2 separate regions of the Mus musculus genome follow, and region 1 is linked to region 2. A link is a contact called in public Hi-C data. All regions are on one chromosome and are shown on one strand. Each heading gives the region's core, a stretch centred on a gene start, on an enhancer-like site or on the middle of the called end of the contact. The rest is flanking DNA. Distances are from core to core; before and after follow the strand shown. Region 1 overlaps Rdh13 (retinol dehydrogenase 13 (all-trans and 9-cis)). Region 2 has its middle 45 kb from the start of Ncr1.

Region 1 (3,692 bases), core at 540-3,039, 140 kb before region 2:
GAATTTCATAATACATAAAATAAAATGACTTTATCTATCCAGTATTTCTCTCTGACTCTACCCATATCTACTGCATCATGCTCTTGTCCCAATTGCATCTCATTTGAGACCTATGCTGGCCTTGAACTTGTAAAGATGACTGTAAACACCTGTGAACACTTTCTAGGTGCTGGGGTTGTATGTATATGCCATTTAGCCTGGTTTTTGTTTGTTTGTTTGTTTCTCAGAATACAGGGTCTTGGTATCACATTTTCTTTATCTGTTCATCCGTTGATGGTCATCTAGGCTGGCTCCATTTTCTGGCCATTGGACTTATTGCGGTGATAAGCACCCATGAGTAGGTGTCTCTGTGGTCCCTTGAGTTTTTGTCCAGGAGAGGTAGAGCTGGGCCATATGGTAGCCCTGTGTAGAAAAGTCTCCAAACTGACTTACATAGTGGTTTCACCAGTGTACTGTCCACAAGCAGTGAGTAAGGGCTCCTCTTTCCACACGTCCTTGCCAGCACTTGTCAGTTATTTTCTTAGTGATGGCCTGGGTTGAGATGAAATCTCAGAGTAGTTTCCCTGATAGCTAAAGAGACAGAAAACATTTTAAAATATTTGCTGGCCATTTGTATTTCTTTAGTTGAGAACTGTCTGTTCAGTTCATGAGCCTATTTATTAATTGGATGATTTTTTTCCTTAAACTTTTGAATTCTTCCCAAATCCTCATTCTTGCTGATAGAAGGCAAGAAGAAAGGAAGGAAGGCTATGAAAGGGAAGCTATCATTTCACCACCAGAAGTAGCTATGATTAAAACAAAACAAAACAAACCAAACCAACCTGGGTGTGGTGGTTTTAATGAGCATGGCCCCCATAGACTTATATGTTTGAATGCTTGGTCTCCAGTTAGTGGAACTGTTTGGGAAGGATTAAGAGGTGTGGCCTTGTTGGAGGAGATGTGTCATTGAGGTGTGTGTGTGAAAAACTTTCAGATCTTTCTTTGACACCGTGCCTGACTACCTGCCACCATGATTACCACAAAGTAACTCTCTAAAACTAGTCAAGCCCCCCATTAGATGCTTTCTCTCGTGAGTTGATTTGGTCAGGGTGTACTTTCACAGCAGCAGAACAGTCGCTAAGACACTGGGCTTGGTGTCCTGCGCCTCTCTGAGAGCTTGCTTGGCGGCTTTAGTGGAGGAGCACAGACACTCATCCACTCTTGATGGAAGGTAGAAGGGAATCTCCTTCAACCAAGTGTGCAGCTTCTGGATGTGTGTGAAACACTGGGGGAGGGTAGGGATGCCTGCCGCCCCAGATGGATCAGCTGAGATCAGATGTCAGAGCCAGCTTGCCCTCATATCCTCACTTCCTGCGAGGCCTCACGACCCGAGGTTGATCCCTGAGACCTACATGATAGAAGGCGAAAACCAACTCCTGAAGGGTGGCCTTACCTCCACATGCATGCTGTGACACGTGCTGTGACACATGTGCCCACCCCTACCCTAATAAATTACACTTGGAAAAAAAGAAAAACCAACTGAACCTAAATATAAAGATTTTTTTTCCTCCTCTGAAAACAAAACAACTCCAAACAAAACAACAAAGTGTGTGGTATCTAGAGGAAGAGGAGGATTACACTACTGCTGCGTATGAAAAAATAAAATAGTGGGGCTGGAGAGATAGCTCAGTGGTTAGGGGCACTGGCTGCTCTTGAAAAGGACTTGGGCTTGGTGTTCCTAACACTTACTTGTCATGGTCTCTTACAAACATATGTAACTCTACTTCCAGGGGATCCACTGCCCTCTTGTGGTCTCCACGGGCACTGCATGCATGTTTTGCAGGCACACATACAGACAAAAACACTCATACACATTAAGTAGAGAAAGAATAATTGCCATGAGGAAAAATATTTTCTTGTTCTTCATGTAGGGCATTTTCTATTGACAAATTTGCTGTTGGACAAGCTGAAGGCCTCGGCCCCATCACGCATCATCAATCTCTCGTCCCTGGCTCACGTTGCTGGGCACATAGACTTCGAGGACTTGAACTGGCAGATGAAAAAGTATGACACCAAGGCAGCCTACTGCCAGAGCAAGTTGGCTGTTGTCCTCTTCACCAAGGAGCTGAGCCACCGGCTGCAAGGTGTGTAGATGGTGATCTTTTCTGATCTTCTTCCTTCTTCACTGTGTCTAGGATAGTTCTATAGCCCTGAGCTGGTGATGAAGAGGCAAGTAGTAGCTTTAAACAATGTAGTCAAACGGATGGCACCTGTACCACCATGTCCCCTTCCAGTGCTAGAGACAGACATCACTAATAAATCGTGGTTCTAATGATTGCTCTTTAGTTTCAATCAGCCTGCCTTCATCAGACATGCTGATCTTGCTTTTCTTGGATAGACTTCTAAGCCTCTGGTGCTGAAAATCTGTGGTTGGGGACGGGGAGTGGTTTTGGTCCATAAGGGACATGTGTGAGTGCTTGCAGACATGTGTGTCACAACTGGGTCAGTGTGAGGTTGCTCCCAGCATTAGTGGGTTGAATTCAGGCATCCTCCTAGATGGTTCCCCCCGCCCCCCCCAATTCTTTCCAGTCTCAGGGATTAAAAAAGTTTCCCCCTGACTTCTTGCTTCTCAAGAGTTGTCTGTGACCAGCAAACAGTGCCAGGCACCCTTGGGGGATAGTCACAATTATAATATTTTAAACTCCAGTCCTCTGCTGGAGTCCAGAAATGTGGGTCTATTAGGCCTTCAGGGGAAGCCACACGACAGAGCCACCTTGTCAGGGGAAGCCACTGGAAACTGAGGTTTCAAAGCATGGAGGATAATATGGGCTCCAGCGTGGGAGGCAGCACAGGCTGGGGAAGACCCCGGGTGGAGTGGGGCCACCTAGTCTTTTTTCACTAGTCTTTGTGAGTGCCTGTTTGCAAGTGTGTGTGAGCATGTGCACATGTGTGTGGGGTGTGTGGGTGTAAGTCAGGGGACAGTGTTGGGTGTCATCCACTTGGCTTTTCATTTGAAAAACAACTGAACTATCCCCCCAGCGCTCACCACCGATGTTTCTATTTTTCTCAGGCTCTGGTGTGACGGTCAATGCACTGCACCCTGGTGTGGCCAGGACAGAGCTGGGGCGACATACGGGCATGCACAACTCTGCCTTCTCTGGCTTCATGCTTGGTGAGTCCCTTCCAGCTTGGTGTCCCTCACAGAGCCCTCTCCCTGTGCCCTCTCTCCTGGGGGATCCGAGACTTTTGCTCAGAGCCTGTCACTTTATTTTTTTTGATTATTTTTCTGACTGGGTTTCACTATATATATCTGACTGGCTTAGAACTTGTTATGTAGGTCAGGCTGGCCTTGAACTCACAGAGATCTGTTTTCCTCTGTCTCCTGAGTGTTGGGATTAAATAAATTGCCATCATGTTTGGCAGTTTTGTTTTTCTCAACATGGTCTCATCGAGACTAGACTGGTCTTGAACTTCTGATCTTCCCACCTCCTGAGTGCTAGGGTTACAGGTGTGTGCCACCACACCTGGCTGCTGGCTTTACCTCTCTCATGTCTTCCTTGGGTAGCAGATGGGTCATTGTTCTATGTGGTTCTGGCTTCAGATCAGCCAAAAAATGAGCTAGAGCCCCATTGATGAATAAGAAAACTATCTTGGAGGATATATCTTGACTCCTGGAGTCAGGCTGTGTACTGAGTAACCCTGGCTTCACTCAA
Region 2 (3,875 bases), core at 1,004-3,503:
ATATCCTTGTACTAAGCTCAAGTCTAAGTGGATCAAGGAACTCCACATAAAACTAGAGACATTGAAACTTATAGAGGAGAAAGTGGGGGAAAACATTGAAGATATGGGCACTGGGGAAAAATTCCTGAATAGAACAGCAATGGCTTGTGCTGTAAGATCAAGAATCAACAAATGCAATGCTCATTAAATTGCAAAGCTTCTGTAAGGCAAAAGACACTGTCAATAAGACAAAAGGGCCACCAACAGATTGGGAAATGATCTTTACCAATCCTAAATCAAATAGGGGACTAATATCCAATATATGCAAAGAACTCAAGAAGCTGGACTCCAGAAAATCAAATAACCCTATTAAAAAGTGGGGCACAGAGCTAAACAAAGAATTCTCAACTGAGGAATAGCGAATGGCTGAGAAGCACCTGAAAAAATGTTCAGCATCCTTAATCATCAGGGAAATGCAAGTCAAAGCAACCCTGAGATTCCACCTCATACCAGTCAGAATGGCTAAGATCAAAAATTCAGGTGACAGCAGATGCTGGTGAGGATGTGGAGAAAGAGGAACACTCCTCCATTGTTGATGGGATTGCAAGCTTGTACAACCACTCTGGAAATCAGTCTGGCGACTAAGAAAATTGGACATAGTATTACCAGAAGATCCAGCAATATCTCTCCTGAGCATATATACCCGGAAGATGTCCCAACTGGTAATAAGGACATGTAACAACCTGAAGCTCACTGAACCAGACCTCGACTTTGTTGCCACTAAGGAGATTATCTAGGCTGGAGCCTGCCTCCCTAGATCACTCTTGTTTAGCCTCTGTCGCTGCTGCTACATGCTGGGAGTCAGCCTAGCTATTTCAGAGACTACATCTGATCCTACTCGTGGTCACCTGCAGCTGGGCTCCAAGGATGAATTGGAGGGAATGGGCTTTCCTCCTCCTTTATAAAGTGTGTCCACCATTAAAAATTTGAGCCTTGATCAGAATCCTGTCTTGGCCCATCTCTCTCTTGTCTACCTAGTTTCCCTTTCTTTCAGCTCCAGGTTGCCTCCCACGCTGGAACCCAGACATGAGAACCGCAGACCTGCCCCAACAATTTGGCGAACCAATGAGGGACCTGGGAATGGCAGAAGACACTGGAAGAAACACTGCTGGCTTGGAGGTCCATGGAAGAAGAAAAGAATTAAAGAAATTTCGTACAGGGGCGCGAAGCAACAGGGAAAAGGTTGCTAAGGGTGCAGTAAGGGCTAAGCTGGAACAGCGCTAAACCTGTGCACTGGATTCACTTAGGTTCAGCAGTGAATTATCGAGAACTAGGAACTCAACAGGCAGGCAGTCGACCACAGCTTCCAGAAGCTGCTTTTTAATTGAGAGAAATAAAAGGGTGTAAATCAATGTAACAGGCAGATGGCTGCAGTTGGAAACTGCATCAGGTGGGAGGAAAGTGGATTTTGAAATTCTCCCAGGGACAGAGAGAAAATCGGGGAATCCTCTCTTGTGTGCATGCCAGCCGGTGTCTTTGCTCTGAGTGTCTGTCTTATGTTTCCTGAAACGAATATATGCTCGTTGTGTTGGTTTGTTGTCTGTGTTTCCTCCCTTGTCTCTGAAGCATGGCGCAGTCTGAGGTTGGATTCGCCTGAGTTTGGTTTCTCTGGTGTTTATAGACGATGGGTTTTTCTGAAACGCAGGTTTGGTATTTGCAGCTGTCCCTCTGGGCTGTAAGGACTGGAGGACTGTGGTCAGCAGATGTGCTAGGAAGACTGCTGCCTACCCAGGGGATGCCCTAGGGAGTGGGGAGAGCCAGAGATGTCTGGCAGTCTCCAGAGATTGGTCAGAGGGACCAAGTTTTGTTTATGAAATGGAAGCTTACCCTTCTAATTCTTTTGCCTGCTTGTGGAGGATGAGAAAGGGTCGCATGTGTTTGGATCCGTTGGTTTCTGTTTTGTTTTTTGTGTATGTGTTTAGAGCTATGTGGAAATTTAGAGAAGTGCTAGTGTGACTGGAAAAGCCCTGCTGGGAGCTGATTGCAAATGCTGCACTTAACGGGCAGGCAGCCTTTTGCTTGTAACAGAAAGTTAGCTTAAAACTGGTAACTCAGAGTTGGAGTCATTCTAAACAAAATGTGGCAGGAGTGAACCCCGGAAAACAGGTCTTTAAAGATACTTCAAAATAGGGATAATCTTTGGGCCAGAACTCTGGCAGAGTGCTCGGATTGAGAAATGTTTGCGCTTGTGTAGACACGGAGCTCAGCTCTGAGCAGCCTCAGTGAGGTTTATGTGGCATTTCTTTTGTTTCGCAAACTGTGACTAGGGAAGTTCTGAGAACCCCCCCCCCTCCCTGCCTTCAGGAGAGAATTCTTTTTAGCTATAAGAGCACCTTTCCAGATGTTGTTCTAAATAAATTCTAAGTTTATAAAAAAGGTTAATCAGGCTGTAGAATTTATCAGGACATTGCAATTTGATCTGCCTACTTTATGTAAAGTTATTATAGATTTAAAAGTTTGTTTTTTCTTTTGCATCTGGATAAATTGTAATGGGTTTGCTTCTAGTGAGCTGTAATCAAGAAAGCTAAGAGTTTGAATCTTTCAGTGTATATTGTTTTCTAAGTGGAAAGTATTTTATTAGCTAATGCCTCTCAAGGGTGAGGCCGAGGTGGCATTCACCTCAAAGCACAGTTTCAGCATCCTATTAAGCCACTGTGGTGCTAACAAAGAATTATAAGATAAATTCATATAGTTTTGGATAACTATAACAAAAATTGTGTCTTAAGAACCTAACTAAGTGTCTGTTTCATATTCAAAACAACAATTAAATTGGTTATTACAGAATATTAATAATTGACCTATTGCATACCATCATTTTAAATAATAATAGATAAGTTAAAATTGTTTTTATGCATGCTTTTGTATCTTCTATAAGTTCTTGCATGCATGCATCCCAGTTACTGTGTTTAAAAACAACCCCTCTATGGAAAATAAGTAGATGTGAATTGGATCACGTGCTTATTCTTTTGAGCTTCCTCCTGCTTCAGCACAAATAATTAAGTTGTGTGCTGTGGATGGTGTTTTAAAATGCTGAACAATCAAACCTTAATTTGTATATTAATAGTCAATATTATATCTTAGAGCTCACAATTGCTTAAGATTGTTCATCCCTCGGATGCTATTCTCAATTTTTCAATTGCTTATGCATATACAACTCATAAGTAAAAATGCTGGATTTATATCTCAGGCAGTCTATAAGTCCTACATATAAGATGGATTGGACATATAATCTCATTCTTTATATATTCAAAACAGTTATGGTTTAAGATAATATTTTGGTATTCTTGGAAAATGTGCATCTCAAATTGTAAAAAAAAGTTTTTGCTCTTGGTGTCCTCAGATTCTATCTATTTCCACATAATGGTGTTAATTCTTGAGGACTTATGGTTAATAAATTACTGTAAATGAATGCTCTTATTTCTGAATAAATAATACACATGTGACTATTAATAACTTTTCAAGTTTTCTGGTTACAACCGCTCTTCAAGAGTAACTATTGACAGTGCAATTAGTCACAACCCATGTTACATTAGTACTGACTATAACAGTCAAGTATGAGATGTTTTGTCAACAAATTATTAATTCTCAAGGACAACGTATTGTGGAACTTTAAAACTAGCTTCTTAAAAGACAAAGAAGGGGACTCTGCAGAAAGTAGTCTGCACAGGTAAGAGTGTGCACTACAGAAGCTAACAGCTTCTGGGACAGGTGGGAACCACAGAGCTTCTGAGGCAGCACCCTTTTCGGGCTCCAGACATCCGGCCACCTTCCCAGCCAGAGGACAGGTGTCTGCCCGGCACGGGAGGACTTTGCCTCAGGATCGGTGGAAGACTTCT

Evidence for each region. A called contact is a pair of places that touch in the nucleus more often than the background predicts.
Region 1: a Hi-C map of bone marrow-derived macrophages shows a contact between it and region 2, with 42 read pairs. The contact joins two enhancer-like sites. A contact is called at or near these places in 4 of 15 datasets of contacts at CTCF or cohesin (the G1E-ER4 cell line, embryonic stem cells, large pre-B cells and 1 more), 7 of 484 Hi-C or Micro-C datasets (the CH12 cell line, the G1E-ER4 cell line, LSK cells and 2 more), 3 of 115 datasets of contacts at active chromatin or transcription factors (bone marrow-derived macrophages, embryonic stem cells and large pre-B cells) and 1 of 9 other capture datasets (embryonic stem cells).

What each region holds. Positions count from the first base shown.
Region 1 is chr7:4,429,853-4,433,544 of GRCm38.p6, reverse strand. It overlaps Rdh13 (retinol dehydrogenase 13 (all-trans and 9-cis)), which reads left to right. Exons shown (of 7, transcript NM_175372.4): 5 at 1,911-2,123; 6 at 3,050-3,151. Among named protein-coding and RNA genes, the nearest start is that of Rdh13, 14 kb to the left of the region's middle. Within about 2 kb of position 1,789, at least 3 of the 459 cell types and tissues checked have an H3K27ac peak or open chromatin away from gene starts, as enhancers often do. A contact at or near this core is called in bone marrow-derived macrophages, where this site is marked.
Region 2 is chr7:4,291,204-4,295,078 of GRCm38.p6, reverse strand. No RefSeq gene overlaps it. Among named protein-coding and RNA genes, the nearest start is that of Ncr1, 45 kb to the left of the region's middle. Within about 2 kb of position 2,253, at least 8 of the 459 cell types and tissues checked have an H3K27ac peak or open chromatin away from gene starts, as enhancers often do. A contact at or near this core is called in bone marrow-derived macrophages, where this site is marked.